Linked DNA regions of Mus musculus: regions 1 and 2 are each linked to region 3. The links are chromatin contacts, called in public HiChIP or PLAC-seq maps. All regions are on one chromosome and are shown on one strand. The core of a region is the stretch at or near the end of the contact, and the rest is flanking DNA. Distances in the headings are between cores, read along the strand shown. Region 1 holds the start of Trmt61a (tRNA methyltransferase 61A). Region 2 has its middle 12 kb from the start of Ckb. Region 3 has its middle 11 kb from the start of Snora28.

Region 1 (4,442 bases), core at 1,400-3,899, 130 kb before region 3:
CACCCATCAACAGCTCCTCCTCTCCAGGAGACATATGAGGGCAGAGACGGTGTCATATCATGAGCTGCGTGTTCTGTTCTTGGCAGCCTCAGTCTTGGGTTTGGGGTGCGGGGGCTGGAGTTGATGGGCTGTGTAGTACTGGCACAGGCAAGGACAGGGCAGCCCTACTCAGCACACACAGAACAAACGGGAAGCACAGACTCAGTGGGGCAGACATGGGGGTGGAGGGTGAGTCTGGGCAGAGCTAATGCTGGGCCTACACTATCCTGGGACCTAATCCCGTCTACACTGCAGTGAGCCCATGGGTCTTGCCTCAGTTGTCTATCTTACTTCCCCCATTAGCTCCTTGACTCAATCCTCTCCACAACACCAGCTCTGCTAAATCCATCTCCATAATAGAAAGCCAACTGCACCACCCTTCTCACAATGTCATCAGTCTGTCAAAAACAGACTTTCCAGGCAGGGGTGGCGCACGCCTTTAATCCCAGCACTTGGGAGGTGAGGTAAAGGCAGGTGGATCTCTGAGTTCGAGGCCAGCCTGATCTACAGAGTGAGTTCCAGGACAGCCAGGGCTACACAGACAAACCCTGACTTGAAAAAGAAAAAAAGCAAACCTCAGCTCAGCTCTTCCTTAGAGGGAGGGCTACCCCTCCTCACCTGACGTCATGGACTCCAGGACCAGGGCTAGCTCTGTCACCACTCATCCTTCTTCTTTTTTTCTTTTCTTTTCTTTTTTTTTTTTTTTTTTTTTTTGGTTTTTCGAGACAGGGTCTCTCTGTGTAGCCCTGGCTGTCCTGGAACTCACTCTGTAGACCAGGAAATCCGCCTGTCTCTGCCTCTCAAGTGCTGGGATTAAAGGTTTGCACCACCACTGCCTGGCTTCTTCTACTCATCCTTATAGCTGCTCCCTCCACAGCTCCAAGTACCCAGGCTTGGTGACCACTTCCAGCAAGGTTCCTCACCAAAGCACTGGTTCCAACCTCCTGCCTGTCCTGTCTTTCAGAGGGCGGAGAAGGGACCGGGTACCACATGGGAGCACAGGATTGTGTTGCCCGAAACAGGGCAAAGGCCTGAGACAGGATAGCATATCCCCTAATGCAAGGTACAAAAGGAGAGCTGTCAGAGCTGACCTGCTATCCGCTCTCTCGCTTCAGAGGGAAAGAATAGAAAGCCAGCAACAACCGGGAGAATGGGAACTCTTGTGACTCTGGACCTCAGCCTCTTAGCCCACAAGAAACACACCACCAAGGATCTAGCCATCTGATCCCCGGGGTCATTCTTGGCAGAGGTGTATGCCTAGATTGCTGCATCCAGTGGCCTCAGTACCTAAGGGTGGGCATGTGAGAGACAGCTAGCTCAGACCCTTCTAGCTACCACCTGGCCTCGTATCAGTGACAGTGCTAATCTTCGATGGAACTAGGGAAGGGCCTGGCTGTAAGTGTGGGACAGACTTCTCTCTGCAATGAGCTCTGGAGTATCCAGCCTCCCTCCAGGAAGGGGCAGCTGGCCTAGAAAAAAAGCAGTCAGCACCTTGGCCAGCATCAAGCAATCCCAGCTCCGACCTCATAGGGCACCTCCTCCTCTTTCTTCTCCAACCCAGGTTAGCTCCCATCAGCTGCCATTTCGATGACAGCAGCTAGTACTGCTTCTGGCTTCACTCCCTGCAGCCACACCCTCCCTTGCAAGCGGAGTTGCTAAATAAAAGCTAGAAGAACCAAGTAGTTCAGCGCACAACTGCAGGAAGGATCGGCTGCAAACCGTCTTATCTGAGCTCATACCAGAGGAGCTCACCTGATTCACAGACCACAGAACCGGGACGCAGCTCCAGCATCATGGTGATCAAGGCAATGTCGGTGGAGTAGAGGATCTGCGTGCGGTGGGGCAGGTTCACTGTCCAGAGCTCAGGAGTGGGGTGCAGCACATACACCCAGCCGCCTCTGCTGCAAATCACCTTGGAGCCAAATGGGCGGCCAATGAGGTCCACCGAGTGCCTCAGGACGCCATGCCGGGTCTGGGTCTGTGCCCCACGCTGCACACGCACTGCTACCATCGAGCCGTGCCCCAGTGACAGGATGGCTGTGTCGCCTTCCTTGATCAGCTCCTCGTATGCCACGAAACTCATGGTGTTAACGTTTGCCAAGGGTCAGGGACCTGGAGAAGTGGTGTGTGGACGTGAGGTCAGAGGACCAGGAGGCAGGATGAAGATCTGTGGTCTGGACAGAGAGGTCTGTGGGGCCTGGGTTCTGAGCAGGGTTAGCGGACTTGCTTAGCCAACCCAACAGAGCTGCACTCTAGCCTAACATATGGAGCCCTTCTGGAGGTCTCTATTCTCGGAGTACACAAGAGAGTGCACAGCGACAGGAGCCCAAGGATTCCCACACATGAAGAACCAGAATCCCCTAGTGTGAAGGCGGCAGCCTCTGATAGCGTGCACAGCAGGGGAGAGAAGCCACCTCCGAGCCCGGAATCCCCGTAGCCCCTTGCCCAGAGTCTCCACGGAGGGCTCCCGACGGCAGGGAAGGCTGGCCTCCCGCCGAACAGCACGGGACCTGCCAGCAAGCCCGGAGCGCCGCTCCCAGCTCGGAAACTCACGCAGCATAAACCGGCTCCCGGCTCCACACGTGGCTCCACGGCGGCCGTAGCACTTCCGGTGCTTTTTGATGACGTCAAACCAACGCAGGGCTCTCTGGGAGTCGCCGCGCTGTCCTTTGCGTGCTCCCAGAGGACCTTTTCTGGCTGGCGTCTCTTCGGCTGTGTTCTTCTGTGCAGGCTTGCACGTTGCCTAAGAGATCCGAGCGCTGTGCGAAATAAAAGTCCCCTGCTCGCCCGCGGCCTGTCCGCGCGCGGCCTTTTAGGGCTGCCCGGTGCACGAAGTGTCTGCCCGCGGGATACGCATGACCCTAAAGAGCACTTTGACAACTATGTAACCCCAGGACCTCCCTACTATGGCCCACCAGGACATTTTTGTCATTGCAAACAGCTCTGAAACACCCTGTCTGGGCTCCAGAATAAATGCCATAAAGTGGAAACGCAGGCAAAGGGATGAGGGTTAGCTCAAAGACTTTGGCTAGGGCTGGGCCGAGTAAAAGGAGTAGAGTTAGTCTGGAGTATTCTGCAAAAGTGGCCCTAGGCCAGGTCCTGCCTGAGGGGGAGGGCACAAAGCGTCCCTTTCCAGGATCCCTGGCATCTTGAGAGCCTATGAAGTGAAGGAAGATTCTTCCTCCGGGTGTGCAGTGGAGAGGGGAGTAGGCAGGCATGGGGCAGAGAGAGTGGAGAGCCTTCCTGCACACCTCAGCTGGTAGAAAAGAAGAGAAGGAAACGTTAGCTATGCAGAACCAGCAGCAGTGACCAGCTTAAGGCTGCACTCTCCATGAAGAGACTTTGACCCAGCCTGCCTTTTCTAGAATCCCGCCAGCCTATAGGGATCCTCTGGGGCCAGGCTAGGCCAACCTGTGATGTCCTTGCCCTAGAAACTCAGGTGCCTGACTTCAGACCTCCTCAAATTTCTGCCCTGATTGACCTTAGTATGATAGCCCTGGAAGGACAGACAGTGAGGGTTTTTCTTGGTCGCCCATGTCTTCAGCTGAGACATCCCAGCCATATCCACAGCCCCACAACCCTTTTCTTTCTTTTTTTCGTCTTTATTGAATAATTTATTTACATTTCAAATGTTTTCCCCTTTCCAGGACTTCCCTTCAGAAACTCCTTATCCCATCCTCCCTGCCCCCACAACCCCTGTTCTAACAGGGTACTTCATTCCCTTGGTGGTGCACAGCCCAATACACATCCTAATTGCCCCTCTGGAGAGTTAGACTTTTCACTTCTCCTGGGAGGTTCCTCTTCCTCAGCTTCTCGGTGGCATGGAGACCAGGCCTGATTACATCCCCACCCAACCTATGAGTTCAACGGGGGGGGGGGGGGGGGCTTGGTTCCACTTGCCCACTGCTGGCTTCTCAGTTCTTCCTGTGTACCTCTTCTACAGTCCATCTTCTCAGAACTAGTCATCTGTTATGCCCAGCCTCAGCCTGGAGTCTTCAAGCAGAACCAGCAGCTTAAGACCCTAGCTGGTGAGGTGAGGGTGGGGAGATTTCCCAGCGCAGTTTATGCACTGAGTTCTAATAAGAACAGATGCTTCATGTGGCCAGTTCACTCTCATGTCATTGAATCCTCTTCCTTACAATTTTATGACCACTTTACAGATGGGGAACAGAAAGCTAATTTGTGTAACATCATACCGACAACATGGTTCATGCAGGGCTATATTTTGTCTTTCAGACAGCCTCCCTATATAGCCTTGGCTGCCTGGAACTCACTATGTAGATCAGGCTGGTCTCAGACCCAAGAGATCTGCCTGCTCTGCCTAACAAATACTGTGCTTAAAGGTGTGCTCCACCCTGGCCTGAGGGATTCCAGTTCAAAGCCTAGAGTCAGAGAACTGATAG
Region 2 (4,473 bases), core at 145-2,644, 110 kb before region 3:
GGTGAAATCTTCTGGGAAGAATTTTCTGAGAGCACAAAGAAACTGTGATCCAGAGACAGCCAAGGTTGTACCTCGAGCAGCTGTACTTGGTTATGTGTAAGATACCCAGGTATCTAAGTTACCCAGGTAACTGAGTCACCCAGGTAACTAAGACACAAACCCACCCCTAAATAAAACAAGGTAGGAAGGTAACGACTGCTCTTACCCAGCTGTGTCCCTTGTGAGCCAGAGGAATGGGCAGCTGACAAGGTGTACCTATGGTGGCAACAATGGCACAAACATTGCTTGAGATATTCTTTTTGTTCTTTGTTTGTTTTTGTTTTTCTAGACAGGGTTTCTCTGTGTAGCTCTGGCTGTCCTCGAACTCAGAAATCTGCCTGCTTCTGCCTCCCAAGTGCTGGGATTAAAGGCGTGTGCCACCACGCCCGGCTGAGATATTCTTAAAATTAAGCCAGGTGTGGTGGTGGCGCATGCTTTCAATTCCAGCACTCAGAAGGCAGAGGCAGGAAGATTTGAGTTTGAAGCAAACATGTTCAACATAATAAAACTGTCTCAAAAGAAAAGGCAAGCCGGGCGTGGTGGCGCACGCCTTTGATCCCAGCACTTGGGAGGCAGAGGCAGGTGGATTTCTGAGTTCGAGGCAAGCCTGGTCTACAGAGCGAGTTCCAGGACAGCCAGGACTACACAGAGAGAAACCCTGTCTTGAAAAACCAAAAAAAAAAAAAAAAAAAAAAAAAAAAAGGCAAACCGTAACAACAAAATTGCCAAAAGTACAGGCAGGCTAGTGGAAGGCAAAGTGATAGTCCCGTCTCATACCCTGGATCTACTCCCAGCCTAACCTCTGGGTCTCCACTCACTCTGTCCTACAGGAAGGGCTCTGATGGCTGGAAATCAATATATTAGATGGGTTAACTGCCTGTCTGGAGAGGTGCAGCCACAGGGGAGGGTGGGAGTTGGGTAGGGGCAAGGACTCAGGTCTCAGCCACCAAGGATGCCCTGCCCTTTCCAGACAGAACTTTGTCAATGTAAGAAGGAACCAAATTGAAGCCATTTTTAATAAAACTTCCATTTTGAACAGGGGTCAAATAAAGGTTAAGTTCCCAAGACCTCCGGGGGAACTGACACTCCAGCTGGACAGTTGAGATGTTACTGATGCTCTGCAGGTCACCACACCACAGTTGAATAACGCAACCAATGGGAACAGGGTAAGTGTTCCACCAAGACATGTTCCTAAGAAGTCCCATGCACTTAGACCTGATTGGTGGCATAACTTGGCATAGACATTTAGGATTTCAGGCCTAAAACCTGTACCACTCTGGCTCTGGGTTGGAGTTCAGCTCTGGAGTCTTTTCTGTGGCCCTGATTGATAAGTAGCTGCCTGAATACAATAGCCTTTGTCATCTGCTTAACTACTTTGATGAGCATTCAAAGATGCACTCAGTTCCCAAGTCTGTGTTGCTGTCCCTGACTGGTCAGGTTTTGCTGCCTAATTCAAATGAGAATCTTGCTTTCCTGGACTCTTGGGCCTGCTTAGGGTGTTTGGTTGGTTTTCTGGACCCCAAGGGTTAGCACTTCTGTACACACCCATTCCACACTAGAGACTGGCTCAGGCCGGTCCCTGGTACGAAGGAAAAGGAGATGAAACTTTTCTTCTCTATAGGACTTATATTGTGTAGTGGGCCCAGACTGGGTAGGTTTGTAAATAAAGCCCACAGTCAACTGTGAACTGTCATTGTGCTGGCTGCTGTCTGAGGAGCACCAGCAGCCTCCCACTTGCCTATAACTTTGTGCTGGGCTCAGTACCTCCCCCCTGATCCCTCTCTGAAGGATCTGTTGTCCTGCTGTCCTGAAAGTTGCTATGCAGACTCTCCCCCATTGTTCCCCTCCAAGTGATGAGCTTCACTTCTCTTACCAAGTCTGTGCTGGCTGGCAGTGTGCTCTCCTGGAACATTGTGTCAGGGCTCTTTCAGAGTGGCCATGATGGGTGGGCTAGCTGTCTGTCCTCTGCTGTCTGCCCAGCAGGCCCAAGACAGGTATTACTGCTGTCTCCTTAATTTCTTTGCTTTGTTGAGACAGAGCCCTGGCTGTCCTGGCACTCACTCTGTTTACCAGGCTGGCCTCAAACTCACAGAGATCCACCTGCCTCTGCCTCAAATGCTGGGATTAAGGGTATGTGCCAACACACCAGGCTGTGTCATTATGACTTCCGGAGGAGGTAGGTGGGGAGGCTAGACCCATCAGTGTTCACAGACTGGAGTCTGGACTCAGTGTATATTGCTCAGTGGTACTAGCACGTTTAAGGCCTTTAGTTCAATCCCAGAAAAACACTCCCTCTCCCCTATCTTCTCTAATTAAAAAAAAAAAAAGTTTCCCCAGACATGGTGGTACACTCTAACAGTATCAGCAGAGGGTACATGAGATACTCTAGACTGTCAGACCTACCCAAAGCATACACCTCAACCATTAGGCTACTCTGTCTAACCTATCATCCACCCACCCTCTGTAACCTTGACAAGGTGGGTCTTGCTATGGTCTTTTTTCCTTTCCTTTTCTTTTTTTAAAGATTTTAAAATTTCATTTATATGAGCACACTGTCGCTCTCTTCAGATACACCAGAAGCATAAATCCCATTACAGGTGGTTGTGAGCCACCGTGTGGTTGCTGGGAATTGAACTCTGGACCTCTGGAAGAGCAAGCAGCCAGTGCTTGTAACTGTTGAGTCATCTCTCCAGCCCTGGACAACTGTCTTTAAGAGCAGTACTCTCTGGTGTAAGAGTCCTGAGCCAGATGTCCTGAGAGACTACTGACTTTAGTCCTTCTGCCCTGCCACCTGAGGACAGAGATCACAGATTTGTACCACCACACCTGGCCTAATTCTGAACTGGTCCTGCTTCAGAATGGTGCTCGCTCCCCGGGCCTTCCCCCGCACAAGACCCTTTAATACATCAACCAAACGTGGTGCCTTTGCTGGAACTGGCTTCTGGTCTCCCTGCAGAGTGCTTGTGCTCCACCGCAGTGAGCTAACAAGCAAATTGGCGGTCTCCTTGTTGGCCTCAGACTGACTTTTGTAAGGTGGACTAGCATTTCCAGAGATGCAAAAGAGGTCTTAGGAGCCTGGCACAATTTTCTCTGGTAAGAAAGTTTGCATTAACCCTATTCTTAGGACCACACTGCCTGCCAGGTTTCTTAGTTAATTTGAGATACTCCCAGGAAGTAGACAAGAAAAAAAAAAAAGTGGTGTTGTCTAGGTCCGAAATCATTTTCAATTTTCATGCTTTATTTTGGACTCTAAAGAAAGGACATGGGTCCCATTTGTGATGGGAATGTTCGTGTTTTGACCTAAAATGTTGCCACTGAAATCAACATCATTTAGTAGGTCTTCTAGCCAGGCACAGTATTCCACACATGTTCAATCCCAGCACTCGGGAGGCAGAGGCCGGTGAATCTCTTGAGTTTGAACCAGCCTGATCTACAGAGGAAGTTCCAGGACAGCCAGGGCTTCATACAGAAATCCTTTCTTAAAAAACAACAAATAGGGGCTGGAGCGAGCAGAGGTCCTGAGTTCAATTCCCAGCAACCACATGATGGCTCACAACCATCTGCACAGCTACAGTGTACTCATATACATAAAATAAATAAATCTTAAGAAAAAAAAAAAAGACCAACAAATTGGGGCTGGAGAGATGGCTCAGTAGTTAAGAGCACTGACTGCTCTTTCAAAGGTCCTGAGTTCAAATCCCAGCAACCACATGGTGGCTCACAACCACCCATAATGAGATCTGACTCTCTCTTCTGGTGTGTCTTAAGACAACTACAGTATACTTAGATATAATAATAAATAAACAAAACAAAACCCAACAAATTAATAAACCTTCTAAATGCAACCAGTTCAAGAATCCGGTGGCTGTCTATACTTCTTAGAGGCAGTTATTCATTTGACCATAACTTGAAATGCATCCAAATGGCAAACAAAACAAAACCCACGAGAGTGTTTGCATTCATACAGAAAGTGGCCATGCTGATCAGGGCACATGGCAGGCTTCTAGCACCCCACTGGCTTAGAGAATATAGAGCCGGAGAAGCAGTTAGCAAGAGCCAGTTCTTTTTTCCTTTGTTTTGGCTCTGTCTGGCTTGTAACTTGTTATGTTGGCCAGGCTGGCCTCAACTCAGACATCTACCCACCCCTGCCTCCCAAGTGCTGAGATTAGAGTTGTGCCCCACCACACCCAGCATGAGCCCTTTTTGACAGACATCTGCATGGGTTCTGTGGGCCATCCCCTGACTGGATTTCTAGAGGATTCTTTGAGACAGAGCCTCACTAGGTAGTCTTGGTTGTTCAAGACCTACAGAGATCCGCCTACTGTGGTCTCCAAGTGCTTCGATGAAAGGCATGTTTAGGCATACCCGGTTTAGGGCAGGATTGGACCAACAGCTGGTCATAAGTCCTAAAGAAGAGCGCAGCAGCTCTGCCTT
Region 3 (4,515 bases), core at 2,003-4,502:
GATTTATTTACGCCAAAAAAAAGGATAGATCTATTTATTTATTATACATAAGTACACTGTAGCTGTCTTTTTAAAAAAGATTTATTTATTGTTATTCATAAGTACACTGTAGCTGTCTTCAGACACTCCAGAAGAGGGCATCAGATCTCATTACGGGTGGTTGTGAGCCACCATGTGGTTGCTGGGATTTGAACTCAAGACCTTCAGAAGAGCAGTCAGTGCTCTTAACCGCTGAGCCATCTCTCCAGCCTGTCTCCTATGATCTTAATGAAGCTGGATTCCCCCCCCACACACACACACACACCAGTCAGGGCTCTCTGTGTATCTTTGGGTGTCCTGGAATTCACTCTGTAGACCAGGCTGGCCTCAAACTCAGAGACTCTCCTGCCTCGCCTCTCTGTCTTCCAGGTGCTGGAATTCCTGGTGTGTGCTACCACTCCTGGTTTTAAAGAATTTGTTTTTGTTTTGTTTTGTTTTTGAAACAGGGTCTTTCTACATAGCCTTGGCTGTCCTGGACTTTGCTATGTAAACCAGCTTGGCCTCTAACTCACTGAGATCTGTCTGCCTCTGCCCCCAAGTGCTGCTATTAAAGGTGTGTGCTACCACGCCCAGCTAAGGAATTTTCTAAGATTTATATTTATTTGAATTACATGTAGATGTGTGTATGGGTGTGTGTGTGCATGTGAGTATGAGTGTGTGTGAAGGACCAGCAGTCGGCAGATGCACAGTCAGGGTGGGCCTTCCTGCCACAATTAAAACTTCCCTAGAAATGCTCGCACAGACATGTTCAGAGATGTGTCTCCTATGTGCTTCTAAATCTGGTTGACAGAGACTAACCATCACAGAAGGACACTCATAACTGTGTAATGCCTTTACAATACCACTTCCTGACAGACGGTGATGGCTCATACCTTTAATCCCAGCACTCAGTAGGCAGAGGCAGGGGATCTCTGTGAATCTGAGGCCTGCCTGGTCTACAGAATGAGTTCCAAGATAGCCAGGGCTACACAGAGAGAAACCTCGTCTTGAAAAACCAAACAAGTAAGTTATCACTTTCCTTTCCATTCACACACTGGCATTATAAATAAAGCCAGATTTTCTTAATATTCTTCAGTTCCCAAACAAAATAAAAATTAAAAATAAAACAAATGAAACACAGAGCAGGGAAGAGATCCTTCTGTACTGTTAAACCAAATTAACGAGCTGAAAACTGCTTTTTATTATTATTATTAATTTTTGAACTTTTTTAAAGATAGAATCTCATTACATATCCCTGGCTGGCCTGGAACTTGTGGAGCAAGTGGACCGTGCCACCAGACAGAAGAACTGGTAAGTTGAGCAGGCTCAGATTCCAGGGAATCTCAGAATTGAGAATGGCAGGAGTGGAGCCAGATCCCTGCCAAACTACCTGATCTGGAACATGTAACCAAGACAATCCAGTGAGAGGCCGGTGGCAATCAGTCGCCATAGTATAAAAACCTGGAGTTCTCCATGCTAATGAGGTAGCCAATAGGTCCAGTGTTCAGCCAATGAGCTTCCCGTCCTGGGCATCCCTTCCCACAAAATGTATGTAATCCCTGGTTCACCCTCAGGAAGGTGTATGCATTCACATCCGCCATCAAATAAAAGTTTGGACCACAAGGTCCGTCTCTTCTTCATGGATCACTTCCCGCAAATCTCCTAGAGGAGGCCTTTTCTCTTCCTGCCCCAAGTACTCTTGGCACTCACTCAAAAACCAGGTTCTGCCCCCCCCAACCCCCCACCCCCGTCCCGTCCTGTCCTGTCCCGTCCCAGGCTCAGCCATTCCCTTCCTGCTTGGCTTGTATTTGCCCTAAGGGGAAGTTTAAACCTTGATCCTCCCACTTTCCCTCCTTCCCAACTGGAAACACTGAATGAGGATCCCCATCATGGACTGTGTTCTGCCTCTCCTGAGCAGCTTGTCAGTACTGCTTGGGCACCCCAGCAGAAGACAGACAGGAACTCTCTATGTAGACCAGGTTGGCCCTGAACTCAGAGATCTGCCTGCCTCTACCTTCTAGTGTTAGAACTAAAATGTATGTGACCATGCCTCACTTAGCTTTTAAATTTCTGTGGGTTTTGTTTGTTTGAGACAGTCTTACTAAGTAACTCTGGCTGTCCTGGAACTCATTATGTGTAGACCACGCTGGTCTCAAAGTCACAGAAATCCACTTGCCTCTGCCTCCCAAGTACTAGAATTAAATGTGTGTGCCACGCTGCCCTGCGCAGCTTTGTGTTTTATTTTTACTTTATTTTTTAATTTTGTTTTGTTTATAAGGAAGTCACACTATGGTGCCCATGCCAGTACCAAGTTCCTGGGACCCTCCAGCACCTTCAAGTTACAGGCACAGGTCACTGTCCTGAGTTTTCATCTTTCCAGCCTGGCATATTACTATTAGTACACTGTTTTAGCTAAGGCTCTTGCTACTAAGCTTTTTGGCTTGAGTTCAGTTCCTCAGACCCATGTACTAGAAGAACACTCTTAAAAGTTGTTCTCTGATTTCCCCCACATTAAAAAATAGAATGCAGGGGCTGGAGAGATAGCTCAGTGGTTAAGAGCACTTCTGCTTTTCCAGAGGACCTGGGTTCAAATCCCAGAACCCACATGGCAGCTCCAACTGTCCAAGATCTGACACTCTCACACCGACATACATGCAGGTAAGACACCAATGCCTATGGAAAGAGGAGGAGGAGGAAGAGGAGGAAAGAAAGAAATAGAATGTTAGCTAGGCCTCGTGATGTACTCTCCAGTACTTGTGGAGGGGAAGAAGCCTCATAGCTCACGGTCCTGGAGGCTGGGAAGTCCAAATGCTTACTGAAGGCAAAGGGCCTTTTGGACGGTGCAGGACATCACAAGGACAGCAGAGGGAGGAACTGCTAACTTGAGTCTCTCCCTCTTTTCATGAAGCAGTTCATACCACCAGGAGGGGCCTTCATGGACCTCTCGAAGGCCACCCCTCCAGACACCACTGACACAGGAGCTTCAGGATCTTTCTCCACATGTGGAGAGCAGCACACGTCCTCAGCTGTGCTGTCTGGGACAAGCAGCTGGGCTCTGTTGCCTGCACTGCTGTTCAGCCTTCTTTTGCTCCAGACCCAGTTTAAAACAGTCTTCCTGAACCCAGAGAATGGAAGGGTTGGGTCCTCATTCCCAAGTGCTAAATCTGCTGCCTTCAAACACTAGTGCAGCCCAGGAAGCAGCGCTGTACTACTTCCTCCTAGTGGTAGAAGGCCCCAGGTACAAAACTCTACCTTTTACTTCAGCAGGCCTCACTCAGAAAGGTCAGATCCATAAGAATATGGAGGGGAGTACAACTTGAAGCCAAAGAAGGGGTGGGGTGTGTGCAGAGTACCACCAACAGTGAAAAAACACTTCTTTGAAGGAAATCCCAGGGAACCTTCAAGTGACCATTTCCCAGATACATTTCCTCAAATTCAAGCTGTGCTGGTTCACGTTGTTATTTAGCCAACTGAATTATCTCGGGAGAGGAAGCCTTAGTTAATACTACCTCTAGCCAGGCAGTGGTGCTGCACCCCTTTAAATCCCAGCACTTGGGAGGCAGAGGCAGGCAGATTTCTGAGTTCAAGGCCAGCCTGGTCTACAGAGTGAGTTCCAGGATAGGCAGGACTGCACAGAGAAACCCTGTCTCGAAAAACCAAAAATAAACAAATAAATGGAACTCCCTCTATCAGATTGGTCTGTGGGGCGTTTCCCAGCCTTCTGATGACAATGAGATCCCTGGATAGTTAGTCTTGGGAGGGGTAAGAAAGCAAATTGAAGCAGCCTTGGGGAATCAGCCAGTGAGCAGCATTTCTCCATGGCCTGTTTCAGTTTCCAACTTCAGGTTCCTGCCTTGAATTCCTTACATGCTAAATTGCAATTGGAACATATAAACTGAAATAAATATTTTCTCTCCAAGTTGCTTTTTGTAATGGTGTGATTTGTTCTGTTCTGTTGTGGGTTTTTGTTTTGCTTTGCTTTTATATCTGTCTTGTACAAATTGGCATTGACAGTTACTTCTGTGAGGGACTAAAAGCCTGAGTGCTTTATTTCATTTCTGAGCATGTTGTTCACCCATTGATAGCAGCTGATGTCCTACTGTTTTCTATTGCTGTGGTAAAATACACTGATCAAGAGTTGGAGATGGCGGGGCTGGTGAGATGGCTCAGTGGGTAAGAGCACCCGACTGCTCTTCCAAAGGTCCAGAGTTCAAATCCCAGCAACCACATGGTGGCTCACAACCATCCGTAACGAGATCTGACTCCCTCTTCTGGAGTGTGTGAAGACAGCTACAGTGTATTTACATAAAATAATAAATAAATCTTTAAAAAAAAAAAAAAAAAGAGTTGGAGATGGCTCAGTGGTAAGAGGGTGTGGTATTCTTCCAAAGGACCAGAGTTCAGTTCCCAGAACCTATAACAAGTGCTTCACACCTGCTCTCTGCAGCCACCTGCACATGCATACATATAATTTTTTTTCTTCCCCGAGACAGGGTT

Evidence for each region. HiChIP or PLAC-seq counts read pairs in DNA pulled down with a chosen protein or histone mark.
Region 1: an H3K4me3 HiChIP or PLAC-seq map of embryonic stem cells shows a contact between it and region 3, with 20 read pairs. The contact joins the promoter of Trmt61a here to the enhancer-like site in region 3. A contact is called at or near these places in 4 of 39 promoter capture datasets (cranial neural crest, embryonic stem cells, hematopoietic stem and progenitor cells and 1 more), 8 of 115 datasets of contacts at active chromatin or transcription factors (the 230-238 cell line, the SCID.adh cell line, embryonic stem cells and 2 more) and 3 of 9 other capture datasets (adipose tissue, liver and pancreatic islet).
Region 2: a contact with region 3 is called in an H3K27ac HiChIP or PLAC-seq map of embryonic stem cells, with 8 read pairs. The contact joins two enhancer-like sites. A contact is called at or near these places in 11 of 39 promoter capture datasets (the 3T3-L1 cell line, HPC-7-derived erythroid cells, cranial neural crest and 6 more), 2 of 15 datasets of contacts at CTCF or cohesin (pro-B cells and stem cell-derived epiblast-like cells), 48 of 484 Hi-C or Micro-C datasets (B cells, CD4 T cells, CD8 T cells and 28 more), 10 of 115 datasets of contacts at active chromatin or transcription factors (the 230-238 cell line, cardiomyocytes, effector CD8 T cells and 3 more) and 2 of 9 other capture datasets (adipose tissue and liver).

What each region holds. Positions count from the first base shown.
Region 1 is chr12:111,676,312-111,680,753 of GRCm38.p6, reverse strand. It overlaps Trmt61a (tRNA methyltransferase 61A), which reads right to left and starts at 2,649. Exons shown (of 4, transcript NM_001099793.1): 1 at 2,593-2,649; 2 at 1,792-2,151. The coding sequence starts at 2,122.
Region 2 is chr12:111,657,777-111,662,249 of GRCm38.p6, reverse strand. No RefSeq gene overlaps it. Among named protein-coding and RNA genes, the nearest start is that of Ckb, 12 kb to the left of the region's middle. Within about 2 kb of position 1,394, at least 9 of the 459 cell types and tissues checked have an H3K27ac peak or open chromatin away from gene starts, as enhancers often do. A contact at or near this core is called in embryonic stem cells, where this site is marked.
Region 3 is chr12:111,549,613-111,554,127 of GRCm38.p6, reverse strand. No RefSeq gene overlaps it. Among named protein-coding and RNA genes, the nearest start is that of Snora28, 11 kb to the right of the region's middle. Within about 2 kb of position 3,252, at least 11 of the 459 cell types and tissues checked have an H3K27ac peak or open chromatin away from gene starts, as enhancers often do. A contact at or near this core is called in embryonic stem cells, where this site is marked.